Regions from separate parts of the Macaca mulatta genome. Here region 2 is linked to region 1. A link is a contact called in public Hi-C data. All regions are on one chromosome and are shown on one strand. The core of a region is the stretch at or near the end of the contact, and the rest is flanking DNA. Distances in the headings are between cores, read along the strand shown. Region 1 overlaps TXN2 (thioredoxin 2). Region 2 overlaps MYH9 (myosin heavy chain 9).

Evidence for each region. A called contact is a pair of places that touch in the nucleus more often than the background predicts.
Region 2: a Hi-C map of fibroblasts shows a contact between it and region 1, with 1.9 times the contacts expected there. The contact joins two enhancer-like sites. A contact is called at or near these places in 2 of 14 Hi-C or Micro-C datasets (cortical neurons and fibroblasts).

What each region holds. Positions count from the first base shown.
Region 1 is chr10:15,082,430-15,089,201 of T2T-MMU8v2.0, reverse strand. TXN2 (thioredoxin 2) reads right to left here. Exons shown (of 5, transcript XM_077949847.1): 4 at 2,481-2,603; 5 at 1,726-2,017. The coding sequence ends at 2,490. Among named protein-coding and RNA genes, the nearest start is that of TXN2, 16 kb to the right of the region's middle. Within about 2 kb of position 2,826, at least 8 of the 40 cell types and tissues checked have an H3K27ac peak or open chromatin away from gene starts, as enhancers often do.
Region 2 is chr10:15,238,831-15,245,911 of T2T-MMU8v2.0, reverse strand. MYH9 (myosin heavy chain 9) reads right to left here. Exons shown (of 41, transcript XR_013399116.1): 5 at 6,993-7,081; 6 at 2,543-2,635; 7 at 1,874-1,937; 8 at 876-974; 9 at 298-441. Among named protein-coding and RNA genes, the nearest start is that of MYH9, 67 kb to the right of the region's middle. Within about 2 kb of position 4,086, at least 5 of the 40 cell types and tissues checked have an H3K27ac peak or open chromatin away from gene starts, as enhancers often do.

The DNA.
Region 1 (6,772 bases), core at 1,577-4,076:
ACCCGGAGGATTCTGTGAGCACAGCCAGCGTGACTCATGGCCATGATCAGCTTCATGGGCGCAGGCTGCCAACCTGGGATGGCCACAGCCACCGGCTCACCTTGCAGGGCAACGCACCTTTTCAGGAGAGGGAGCTGGAGCAGCACCCGGGTCCTGCCTCTGGCCAAGGCCTCTGCCACAGTTCTCCACGCCCACCCGGGCAGAGAGGCCAGACCCCCACTGGGTTCAAATCATCACTTTTCAGACATGACCTTGGGCAAGTCAATTTCTCTGAACTGGTTTTTTCACTTATGATATGGAAATAATACTTGCCTCACAAGAGTGGAATTCGATGAGGTAATGTGTGTAGAAGGTGCGTGGCAAACGGTGCCTTTTAAGGAGTGGCAGTGGGGTCCGGTGGAAAGGGCCCAGACTCAGGAGTCAAGGCGCCCCAGCATTGTGCTCTGGCCCCACCCTGGGCTCACTGGGTGTCATTGAAAGAGTTACTCAACCTCTGATCTGCTCCGCTCCCACTGTGTCAAATGAGCCGACACCACCTGCCTTGTTGCCTGTTGTGAGATGAAGATCACACACATGCCACCTTCTATCAGATGAAGGGAGGTAGTGAGGTTGGTGCCTGGGGGTGGGTGCGGAAGGCTGCCTGGCCTTGAATCCCAGTTCAGCTTCTCAGGGGCTTTGTGAACTGGGGAAGGCTCCTCAACCTCTTGGGGCAGGTCTCAGGTGGAACCTGAAGGGCGACGCCTCCCTGCGGGGCTGTGGTAAGCTGAAACCCTCAGAACAGTGCCAGGTGCCTGGGAGGTGCCTCCTGAGCCTGGACAGGTCCTGCTCATCTTATCCAGGGCTTTTGGCCTTTGGAGGATGTTCACTCCATGAACTTCTGTCTCCACTGACACCAGTTGCTGGTTTTGTTGCCTCCATGTGACTGTGACAGTCCCTGGTGCCTGGGGTCCTTCAGAGGCCACGGGCCTCTCTCCTCCCTCAGTCTCGGCAGCCTTCCCAAGGCAGTCCTTGGGTGGTCCCCTAGAGAACGCAGGCAGTTCTCACAGGAACAGGGTGAGCCTCTGAGAGCAAGCAATACGAGCCCCATGGCATCCCTGGGGCCATGGGGTAGGCTGTCAGACCCCCCTGCCACCAAGTACCCGACTCACAGGAAGCTGGGGCCTCATCCGGGCAACCGAGCCCTGACAGCTTGGCCCCAGGAGTGAGGCAGACGGAAGGCTTTCTTGGCTGGCAAGCCTGGCTCCCTTGGCACACTCCTCTATGGCCAAGGGGAGCTGGGGGCCAAAAGAGGTTGTCTGGTCCCAAGGCCCAGAAGTTCCTGCAGGCACCCACGGGAAGGAGAGCCTGATCCCCACAGGGCCAGGCACTTGCTGGGGCAGTCAGGAGCCCGTCAGACGGGGGTGGCCTCAGAAGGGTCAAAGGGTTCAGCTATGGGAGCCCAGGTTTCAGAGGCAACCACGTCTGGATAGAAACCCCAGTTCTGCATCCCATGAGCCTCAGTGTCTTCATCGGGGTAATGGGGACAACAGCCTCTTGCCTTAGAAGGGCACGAGGACTGGCACGTGGCATCCTCAGAATAGCAGCCACAGCTGACAAGCATGATAGTGAACAGGAGGGGCTGGTTGGAGAGAGTGCTGTGGAGTTAGGCGAGGATGCAGGGACAGTGGACAAGCCCCCTGGGAAAGGGTCACAGGTGCTCTGAGCCCACACAGATGCAACATGGCAGACGGTGCAGACCCTTGCTTTATTGGTCTGACTTGTTCACAGTTCAGCCCCCGGCTCAGAAAACCAATGGGCCAGCTAAGGAGCGAAGGAGGTGCCTCGAGACTTCCAGAGTCAAGGTTCTCCAGGGCTCCCCAGCCCATTAATCATTTTCTGCCCCACTGCCTGGGAGGTGAGGTGGGAGGGGGCTCCCTGGGGGGTGAGGATGGGTGACTAGAGGGGATTTCAGTGTGGGACCCAGGGTTGCTCTTCACAGTAGGAGGTGGAAGGGATGACTAAGTTCTTTATCACAGACCTGCAAAAAATGAGAGAATTAGATATTATTCTCACTAATTTGGGCTTCTTTTTTCTTTTTCTTTTTCCAAAACAGCAGCAGGAAAGAGAAATGCAGGTGGAGATGAGCCAGGTACGAGGCTTCAGATCGGAAGGGACCAGAGATGAGGACCAACGTGTGGCTGCCTGACCAGGAACGCTGTGGGCTGGCCCGGGCTCTCTCCACGCATCCTGGGAGAACTGCCACAGGCCCTAGAGGAGGGATGAAATGCGTGTGGGAGGGAAGACGGCGGACCCCAGATCAGCAGCAGCACCATCCTCTGATGGCCCCTGGGCAGTCCACCAGCTCAGAAGCACTCAGGGCTGGAGCCCGGGCTCTAAGCACAGGCCCCAGAGGCCAGACAGGAGGGAGGCAGCAGGAAGGGCTGGCGTGGAAGGGCTGAGTTCTACTGGGGTCCCACGCGGGCAAGGGAACCAGGACTCGCCCCTGCTTGTCAGCCAATCAGCTTCTTCAGGAAGGCCTCCAACTGATCCTCATCCTTGATGCCTACAAACTTGTCCACCACGTCCCCATTCTTCATGGCCAGTACAGTGGGCACCGCCGACACCTGGGTGGGGAGGACAAGGGGGTCCAAGTGAATTGGCAGTGAACGCTTCTCAACTGCCACTCCCAAGCCTTTGTGGGGAAGGCTGGTGGCTTATCCAGGGCACTGATTTCCCAAAGCCATGGGCAGGCCTAGAGGAACGTGGCTCTTCCCTTAGTGCAGGGGTACTGCAGGGCCCGGTGGCCACCCGTTGAAGAAACTTCTTCCATTGCGGGCTCCCAGCAGTACCCTTCCTCCCTTAACCACAAGACTGACTCACTGGCCCAGTGGTTTTGCTGGAATGACAGGAGAGATGAAAATAGCCCATGCAGCTGCAGGCCAGGGCTGGGGGCAGGGAGGAGCTCGGGGGAAGCCTGGCCCGGGGGGAGACAGAAGCTGGGGGACAGTTCGAGTCCTGGCTTTGCACTCACTCGCAAGGGGGCCTTGGCCAGGTCACAGCACCTTTCTGAGCCTCAGTGTCCTTTTCCATAAAATGGGGGTAATGTCTACCTTTAGGGTTTGGGATGAACATTAAAGATTCAACAAGTATAGGCTGGGCACAGTGGCTTACATCTATAATCCCAGCCCTCTGGGAGACTGAGGCTGGAGGATTGCTTGAGTTCAACAGTTCCAGACTAGCTTGGGCAATACAGTGAGACCTTGTGTTTACTAAACTCCCCCCCCCAAAATTAGCCAGGCATGGTGGTGCATGCCTGTCCTCACGTACGTGGGAGGCTGAGGCAGGAGGATCGCTTGAGCCTGGGAGACTGAGGCTGCAGTGAACTGTGATGCTGCCACTGCACTCCAGCCTGGGTGACAGAGTGAGACCCTGCCTCAAAAAAAAAAAAAAAAAAGAAGAAGAAAGATCTGAGCATAAAGCAGAGCTCAGGGTGGGCGCGGTGCCTCACACCTATAATCCCAGCATTTTGGGAGGCTGAGGCGGGAAGATCATTTGAGGTCAGGAGTTCGAGACCAGCCTGGCCAACACGGTGAAATCCCGTATCTACTAAAAATACAAAAATTAGTTGGGCGTGGTGGCGGGCGCCTGTAATCCCACCTACTTGGGAGGCTGAAGTGAATCGCTTGAACCTGGGAGGTGGAGGCTGGAGTCAGTGGAGATTGCACCACTGCACTCCAGCCTGGGTGACAGAGTGAGACTCCGTCTCATAAATAAATAAATAAATAAATAAAGCAGAGCTCAGGTTCTGGCTGACCCAATCCGACTCCTACCAGCCAGGTGAGCTGGGGCATGACCCTCAGCAACTAAGCTTCAGTGTTCTCAGATGCAAGATGGAGATACTAATGGCACTTCCATTAGAGGGCATGAAAGCTGAATGAAATAATGTGAGTAAAGGCTCAGCACAGCAACCCGGCAAATAAGCGTAGGAACCTGGCATTGTGCCTGGCATACAGTGGGCATTCAAAAAACAGTGGCTGCAGAGGGCACAAGGAAAAGTCCAACACAGGCCACACGAGAGCATGTTAGCTTGCTGCCGTGATGAGTGACAGGGTCCAGAGACTCAGGGACTTCTACTGGACAGCGTGGGAGGAGAGGCTTGGCCATACACGACCTCACGCTTATTGGCGGGTTGCAGGCAGATGGCAACGGCAACATTCTTGGTTTGTGAAGCATTTACTCAGTTCCCTCAGGGACCTGCATAGGTTACATGGAATGCAGATGAGGCTGTGGCCCACCAGACTGGCATCGTGAGGTCTCTGCTGCCTGGGATCCCTGCCTGGCATTCGTGGGCATTTGAGAAAACCATTTAAACAGAACAAGATAGGCCGGGCGCTGTGGCTCACACCTGTAATCCTAGTACTTTGGGAAGCCGAAGCGGGCAGATCACTTGAGGTCAGGAGTTCGAGACCAGCCTGACCAACATGGTGAAACTCCATCTCTACTAAAATACAAAAATTAGCCAGGCCTGGTGGTGCATGCCTATAGTCCCAGCTACTCGGGAGGCTGAGGCAGGAGAATCGCTTGAACCCGGGAGGCGGAGGTTGCACTGAGTTGAGATTGTGCCATTGCACTCCAGCCTGGGCGACAGAGCAAGACTCTGTCCCTGCCCCCAAAACAAAATAAATAAATAAAAATAAACAGAACAAGATAAACACAGACTTTTCTTACACACAAGTTCACTACAAAGTAAGAGCAGAGATTCACACAAACGTACCAGGTCTTCACATATCCCAGTGCTGCCCTGCCGCAGACCATCTTGGAAGTCAGTAAGATTTAGAATGTTCAAAACCCGTGCACATGGTAGTTAGGAAAGGCACGCAGGCCAGACCATCCCACCCTCACCCACTAACTTTACGTGGCACGCCCCGCACCCCACTCCTCATGGGCACTTTGGGGACAAACACAGCAGGTCAGAGGACACAGTCCTTGTCCTTCTTAGTGCCTCAGGCCCCTTCAAATCTGTCCCTAGGCTGATGTGGGTGGCAAACCCTGTCTCCAGGCAGAGCAGGGCCCGAAAAAGTTTGCTCCAGGAGGCTCCAGGGAGCGCCTGAAGCCACTAGGGCCTTCCCAGGCATTCTTTGGTGCCCTCTAGTGGTCTGCAAAGGCAGCTGGAGCGCCTCAAAGCCGGAGCCTCTTGGCAGAAGCACAGAGCTCAGCGGCCGGCTCCCACCTGCACACGGTCCTATTCCTTTAATTAAAATAAACGCTTTATGCCACTGTATAAGAAATGGCCTAACCTTTTTCATGGCAGGACTCTAAGTTCACTGAAGAGGCTCAGAGAGTGGACTTAGTGTTCCTTAAGAACTCCAGATAGGGACAAGCACAGTGGCTCACACCTGTAATCCCAAACACTTTGGGAGGCCAAGGCAGGAGGACAGCTTGAGGTCAGGAATTCATGGCAAGACCTCATCTCCATAAAAAAATTAAAAAAAAAAAAAAAAAAAGGGAACTCCAGATGAAGGCCATAATGATCTCACTCATGTAAACCTCCACACATGCTTCAACACGCACAGACCCTGCTGGTGTCAGGTAGACAGCAGATGTGCTGTGAATGGAGGTCTGGTCATTACTGATCAAGGGGATTTTTTTGAAGTTGAGCTGAAACACACACACATAAACCCCCCACTAGAGCCCACAGGAAACCTGAGCTGGAATGGGACTTCCCTCGACCCCAAGGAGGCGGCTGAGGCTCTGCTGCTCCTGTGTTTGGCTCACACATCAGGCGGGGCCAGTGCCTGTAAACACTGCCTTCCGTGGAAGTGCACAGGGCCTTGGTACATTCTTCTGGAATGTTCTGAGTGTGAAAAAGGCAGTGACTGAGCCAACTGAGGGGCTGAGGAAAAGACACGCTAAGATGTGCTGCCTGTCGTGTTCCATGAAGCCATTTGGAACCTCCTATCCTTGGATAAAGACCCTCTGAACTCAGGGCAGGAGTTGGGGAGTGTGTACGTGTGCAGTCTCTTTCCGCTAACCCTCAGCCCGCCTGCACCACCACCGAGCTCCATGTCCTGGCATGTCTTCTCCTGTCTCACCCCGATGGCATCCATCTGTTAACTCAGCTAAGGGCCTACCAAGGGAAAGGCACAGTGCTAGGTGCTGCGGAACGCTGCAACCTCCTCCTCGGCTCATTGCAGAGTTAAAAGGAAAAGATCACTGTCACATGCTGGGTGCTTTTTCGTGTCAGGAATGATATAAACACCTGTATACACTATCTCACACTCTCCTGGCTGTGGGTAGGGTCATTTTAATGATGAGAATGCTGAGGCTCAAAGGGTGAGCAACTGTTCCAAAATGACGCGGTGTAGGCTGGGCACGGCGGCTCCTGCCTGTAATCCCAGCACTTTGGGAGGCCAAGGAAGGCGGATTATCTGAGGTCAGGAGTTCGAGACAAGCCTGGCCAACATGGTGAAACCCCATCTCTACCAAAAACACAAAAATTAGTGGGGCGTGGTGACAGGCACCTGTTGTCCCAGCTATTCAGGAGGCTGAGGCAGGAGAATGGCTTGAACCCAGGAGGTGGAGGCTGCAGTGAGCTGAGATCACACCATTGCACTCACTGCAGTGAGACTCTGTCTCAAAACAAACAAGGCCGGGCGTGATGGCTCATGCCTGTAATCCTAGCACTTTGGAAGGACGAGGCGGGTGGATCACCTGAGGTTAGGAGTCTGGGACCAGCCTGGCCAACATGGTGAAAGCCCATTTCTACTAAAAATACAAAAATTAGCCGGACGTG
Region 2 (7,081 bases), core at 2,837-5,336, 160 kb before region 1:
CAGGACATGAATATTCTACTTTCAGCAAATGGCAAGGGCTGTGCAGTGGACCCGGGCCCTGGGCAGTTAAGGACATGTCCTTTGCACCCTTTCTGTGTAAATGCCTGGGGTACCACCAGGAACAAATAACCCTGAACCTCAAATCTGAGAAACCATTTTCCCACACACTGCAGGCCTTCCCCTCCCCCTGGCCTCTAGCAGGCTCCCCAGGCCCATCGGCTGCCCTGATGCCCCTGAGAGCATGGGTACCAGCCTTCCCCCACTCCACCCTCCCCCACAGGAAGGCCAGCCCTGTACCCATTTGCTCCTCTTCTGGGATGCCCATAATCCTCATGGCCTCCATGGTCTCCTGGAACATGTCCTTGTCCTGCTGCCCGGGGATGGTGACGTGCCCATTGGACAGGAAGCGGTATTTGTTGTACGGTTCCAACAGGAGATCGGCTGTAAGGGGTGGAGGGCAAGGGCACCTCAGCGAGGTGCTGAAAGCAGAGGCTCCATCAGTGCTGTGACCTCGAAGGTTGGAGGGACTGGGACAGACCCTGAGCCCTGACGCGCCCTGAAAACCGCAGAGTAGCCAGCGACGTTCAGCTTTCCTCAGTGTCTGAGACTCTGACACTCACATCTCCCGGCCCAGAAGAGCGCCAGGGCCCTGTGATTTGCAGCTACATGTGCAACCCACCCTAGCTTTTCTCTGGCATGGTCAGAAACAGAAGACCAAGTCCTTAGGATGGCGCAGAGAAAGAAGTCGCTCTCACTTCTCCCTGCTAAACCCAAGGCCAAAAGTTTTCATTTCCCAAATGATGTCTATGACCCAATTCTGGCAAGAGGCCCAGAGCCTGGCAGCCCCGGTGTCAGGCTGCAGGCCGACTACTCACTCTTCAGGTGCTCTCCAGCCCCAGACAGGAGATAATAGAAGATGTGGAAGGTCCGTTCTTCCTTGGCTTGGCGGATAGCACGAGATTTCTCCAAAAGATCTTTGCAAACATTAAGGAAGCAACACAAGCTGGGGGGAAGGCAAGTCCTCCACTCTCCTCTTTTTTTTTTTTTTTTTTTTTTTTTGAGACAGAGTCTCACTCTGCTGCCCAGGCTGGAGTGCAGTAGCAAAATCTCGGCAGAGTAGCACAATCACTCCGCCTCCTGGATTCAGGAGGAGTTGATCCTCCTGCCTCAGCCTCCCAAGTTGCTGGGATTACAGGCGCGTGCCACCACACCTGGCTAATTTTGGTATTTTTAGTAGAGACAGGGTTTTGCCATGTTGGCCAGGCTGGTCTTGAACTCCCGACCCTCAGGTGATCCACCTGCCTTAGCCTCCCAAAGTGTTGGGATTACAGGCGTGAGCCACTGTGCCTGGCCAGCCTTCCATTGTCCTCTTATTCTCGTCCAAAGGAACTGAACTTCACAAGGAAGGAAGAATGGCACAAAACGGCAAAACACAGCAAAAGCAAACTACCTGGGTTCTCACCTTCAAGGGTCATGCTGTGTCCAAGAGGAGCTCACACCCTCGGGAGCCTTGTCTCATTCTTACAGGTAATGGGAACGAGAACATTCCCACATGCAAAGGCTAAACGCTGGCACGCGGGAGAGATAAAGTAGCATCCCCCAAACGCCCACCTCTGGGAGCCACACTAGACGGCTTTCAACAGCTCCATCCCATTCAAGCAGGTGGTTATCCTGCCCGTAAAGAAAGCAAGCCCTAAGCTCTGTGTTGAGTTTGCACTGAGCCAATCCTGAATGTCCCCCCAGCTCCACAGACAAGGTGTCATAACAGGCCCACAGGGGGAAAGTGCTGGAATCAGGAGGCAGCTTCTTCTCTATAGAGGTCATGCCTCCCCTCCGGATCCAGAACTCTTATCCCCATGAACCACAAGGATACAAGTCTCAATGTTGGCTCCAACAATGTAGCCGTTGACATCAAAGTTGATGCGAATGAATTTACCCTAAGTAAAAAAAGATAGCAAGAGATCAGGGGTGCCCCTGACATGGGGAGCTAGAGAGCAAGGGGGAGACCAGAGGCCCCCACGCCCCCTCCGGTGGGCACAGCTTGGAGGGAGAAAATCCAGAGACAGGACCCATGTGCCAGGCCAGGGGCTCCCTATGCCCGTACCGCACGGGCCCTCAGGACTCAGGTGCCACACTGCCTGAGGCCACGAGCCTAAGACAAGCCGATCCCACACCCAGGTTCCTCGCAGAGGGGGAAAGAGACCAGTTATCTGGAAGTGTTCCTCTCTGCCTGACCCGGGAACTAACTGGCTACTGGTGACAGAAGAGCACTCTGGGGCAGAGTCGGCAGTGCCCTCACTGGCCTTTCCACCTCTCATGGGGGAGGCTGAAGAAGCTACTCGTGGCCTTCTTCCTTAAGAGGGGCAGGGCAGGTCCACACCAGCTGGCATTCGGTCTGTCCTAGTCCACACAACAGGCCAGATAGCACTGAGTCTGAACCGTCCTCGGTTTTGAGGGGAGCGCACCCAGGAGAAGGCAGCATGAGCCAAAGCTCCGGGCAGGGCCCTCTGTCCCCAGAGCCGGTCGCCACCGCACTACTCACGAAGCGGGAAGAGTTGTCATTCTTCACGGTCTTGGCGTTCCCGAAGGCCTCCAGAATGGGGTTGGCCTGCAGCAGCTGCCGCTCCAGCTCACCCTGCAAGGAACCCAGGGGCACAGTGAAGGCCGGGCAGCGACCTGGGCTACCGAGCCTGCCCTGCCTGGAAGGGGGACGATGGCAGAGCCGTGTCAGCATGTCCAACATGCCAGAAACAGAGGTTTCCGGGTGGGCGCCAGTGTGCCACTCCAGCCAAAGCCAGGTCCCGGTATCACCCAAGTGTGGCCTTCCCGCCAGGCTTTGGAAACCTTGGTCAGTTTGAACTTACTTCCGTGGCCCTGGAAACGGCAGGCAGGAAGCTCCCTCAGCTCTAGGAATCTGGCCCTGGAGGACCTATGTGAAAGCAGCACCCAAACTAGCGAGCTGGCGGCACAGACACCCTGGGACAGTGTCTCCACCCCGTATACACCAGCTTCCCTCTACCTCCTTGCCTCTAATCTTCACATTTTTATTCCTTTTCATAGGAAAAGCAAATGAGGGGATTGGATCTGGAAAATATACACGCTCATCTAATCTGTGTCCTGATAAATGCTTCACTTTCTGTATCAGCCCCTCCACTGCTGCACCCAAAACCCACCACGGCAGGCAATGAGCACGGGATCCATGAGGCCCACTTTGGGCTGCAAGCTGTTTACTGAGAATGTCACTAAATCCTGCTGTGCACTCCAGGGGTGCTTTGTGGTAGACAAAATGCACCCTTGTGCCTTCTTATCCCTACACCCTCACCATACTCAGGGGGCAGGACAGAGCGGCCCCATTTCACAGAAGAGGAAGCTGAGGCCAAGGGAGAGGAATGACGTGCTCAAGGTCATCCAGCTGTCAATCAGCAGAGCGGGCTGGCAGAACTCCAGTCCCCTACCTAACCCGTCGGCCACTGCCCTGTCTTCGCACCTGTGCAGCAGGCCCATGCAACCAGGGAATAACTAATGCTGACTGAGGAAACTAGGGAGCTGGTTCCCCTTAATGCCTGAGTGCCCTCTGGGGGAAAGAACATCACACAAGGGCCAGGCCAGGCTTTGTATTTATTAAAGACTGGAGTCAAGCCAGGGTTTTCCGGGAACAGCAGCCGCCTGTGAGTGATGACAAGGAAAACTGGGAGGAATAGGAGCTCCCAGGACAGCCACGGACCCTGGCCTTACAAGCACACCTGCCATAGACGAGACTCATCTGCAGAGCACCGGGGACACTCTGGAGTCTAGCCAAGCCAGACTGGAAGCCCACCTGAGACCACAAGGGACAGAGTAGAGCCTCCTCCTCTGGCAGTCCTCCTAGGCCAGGACCCCCCAACCCAGGGCTAGGAAGCCTTCTGCTTGTGAACCATCCAGACAAGTGAGGGCATTGCCCTAGTGCCCGCCCCTGAAGGAGGGTCAGCGGGGCCAGGTCAGAGGGCAGGGGTCAAGCCCACAGAGCAGGCTCTACATGTGCGCTGGGCACCAGTGGTAACTGGACACCGGGTTTCCACCCACAGGCCTCGGGCGGGCCTAGGAAGTCGGCTGAGGCAGCCCACGGAGCCAGATTTGGATGAGAATGGCTCCCACACCCACTACGCCGTTCCTCTCACAGCACAGGCCAGGCTGCCAGGCTGGCTGAACCGCTCCCGTTCCCGCAGACAGAAGGGAGCGCGGCCCCCTCCAGGGCCTGTGCTTGCCCTGGCTTGGAGGCAAACTGAGGCCTCTGTTTGGGACCACACGCTGTTGCCGTGGAAAGTGGGGCCGCAGGGCCAAGTCGGGAGCAGCCACTTCAGATTCCAGAGCCGTGTTCCCTGCTGACAACAGTGATGACTAACCTATGGCTTTTCCTCTACTGACATCTAATTGGGCACAGAAGAGATTTTAATTTTTCAATGAAATCTGCATAACATGAAGTGACATGGTACTGTCTAAGGTTAGGGGTTACCCATTGGTTTCTGAAGGGCTTCACTGGGTGGTGTTTCTGCCAGTGAGCCCCAACAAGAACACAAATAACAGACCAGGGAGAGGCAAAGGTCACCATTTAGGCTCCGGGCATCTGCCCGGAAAGCTCCTTGGACCAAGCTCTGCTTTGCCAACCCGCAGCCCAGGCCAAACCTGGCCTCCCCACAGCAAGGTGAGGTCTGGAACAACCCCTCTGCTGGTATTGGGAGGGTCAACTTGGCCACTGCAAGCGAGAGACTGCTGGCTCCCAAACCAAGTTCAAGGGTGTTCCATGCTCCGGCTGCCTGTGGAAAATCACAGCACAGCTTCAGGCAAGGAAATCAACCAAACCGGCCAATGGCCTTTCACACTAACAGCCTGAGCTGTGACTGGAACCCTGGGGCAACCTATTCCCTCATTCTAGTGGGCTCAGGGCAGGGACAGGGTGCCTAGCAAAGTCTGCATTTTGACAGCATGGCTCCCACTGTCACCCCCAACCCCAGCCTGCTGTCTTTGCTGAGTGCTGCCTTCCCCTCTACAACAGGAACCCCCGATGTAAGGCATATGAGCTATTTCACTGCTCTCTGTGTCCTGTCTTCTGTCTTCCAGGACAGGGACTCCAGTGTCACCCTCCCAAGAACCAGTCATGTACTAGGCAGTCAATAAATACTCGGGAAAAGGATTTTACTGCAAATTCGGAGATGGAAAACCACGGCTAGAGAACTCCTAACCTCACAGCTTTGTTTTTAAAATAGGCCTCCTAAAAAGAATGCAAAATGGGGGGTAGGGGAGGGAGACAGGGAGAGAGGGAGATACGGAGACAGGGGGAGAGGGAGAGAGAAGAAAAGAAACTTTATTAGTTTCTAAATATAACTCCTGACACCCCATGGAAAAAGATTCCAAATGTCTTGAGAAGCTTGGCACATGAAAAGTTACTTTTGGTTGGGTTCCAGAAGACTGTACTCATTAGGCCATTCTGCAGGCCACACCCCAGACCTGCATGCAGACTCACACCCCTCCTTACTTACGAACGCCGCACACGGCACGCCAGTAAGGTGGAGCCGCCGCTGGGAGCGACCAAGCTCCCCCTGACGGCTTCAAGGAACACCACTGGCACTTAGGTTTCACAGGGGAGTTTAAGAGTGTGCTTGAGAGACAGCGTCCCACAGCCATGCTTGTCTGATCACCCCAACCTCTGAAAAACTCCAACATGAGAACTCCCCAGCACTGCTTCTGACTGGCACGGCGGTGGCGGGCGAGGGCCGCCGGCCATCTGCATCTGGTCTGGACCACAGAGCATGGAGGGCTCCGTGAGAGCGGAGTCCCCGCCCACCGTGCCGGGGTCAAGTTCTGCATGGGACATGACAGCTATAGTGCGCTGTGGGGAAATCTGGGCGTGACTGGAGTTTCTGAGAACAACTAGGTGTGAGGCCCATCTCCATTCTGCAGGGACTGTCACTTCAGAGTGCACAGGAGGTCACTGTGTGCCACACCCAGCCCCTCCTCCCAAGACAGTCAGTGAGCTGAGCCTAAAAGAAGAGCTCTAGCTGCAGAAAGTGACAAGTGTGGGGTGAAAAGCTGCTTAGAACAAAATACAGAATTCAAGGGCACACGATGGGCAGAACACGCATTCCCAGTGCAGAACGTGCAGTAAAACGTGCAGCTCACCTAGCGAGGACGCTGCTGGTTCAACCATAATCCATCAAAAGGGAGAGGAAAAAAATGGAGGTGAGATGACTTTCCAATTGCCCTTTCTCTCTTCGCTGGGGTGGTGGGGTTGGGTGGCTGTCTGCCCAGAGGCATTTCTTTTTTTTTTTTTTTTGAGACGGGGTCTCACTCTGTCACCCAGGCTGGAGTGCAATGGCGTGATCTGGGCTCGCTGCAAGCTCCGCCTCCCGGGTTCACGCCATTCTCCTGCCTCAGCCTCCCGAGTAGCTGGGACTACAGGCGCCCGCCACCACGCCCGGCTAATTTTTTGTATTTTTAGTAGAGACGGGGTTTCAACATGTTGGCCAGGATGGTCTCGATCTCCTGACCTTGTGATCCGCCCACCTCGGCCTCCCAAAGTGCTGGGATTACAGGTGTGAGCCACCGCGCCCGGCCCACCCAGAGGCATTTCAACATCAGGGGAAAGAAATGGATTCAAACACAGCCTCCATCAACTTGAGGACCAAGTCTTGGAATCTGCCTTCCAGCCTCAGAAGCGGGGGGACACACAGCAATGAGCTGCAAACGCCAAGAGGGCTGCTACGCAAACTCCAGGACCTCATCAGTTTCCACAGCAACTCAGAAGGCTAGGAGGCCAAGGACAGAATGGGCTTGCTATCGCCGGACCACTCCCAGGACAGGCCATGCCATCGCCTCAATGGAAATGGGCCCAGCCTCTGCTTCATTCCCCAAAGCATCCTCATGTAAAGCTGAAGCCACGACCACTAAGTGCTCTTCCTCCATCATCCCACCAAGGCCCAGCAAGTGGCCGCGGGGACGAGGACCACAGCGCTCACCTGGTCCTTCTTGCTCTTGTGCGAGGACGCCACGTACGCCAGATACTGGATGACCTTCTTGGTGTTCTCTGTCTTGCCAGCTCCAGATT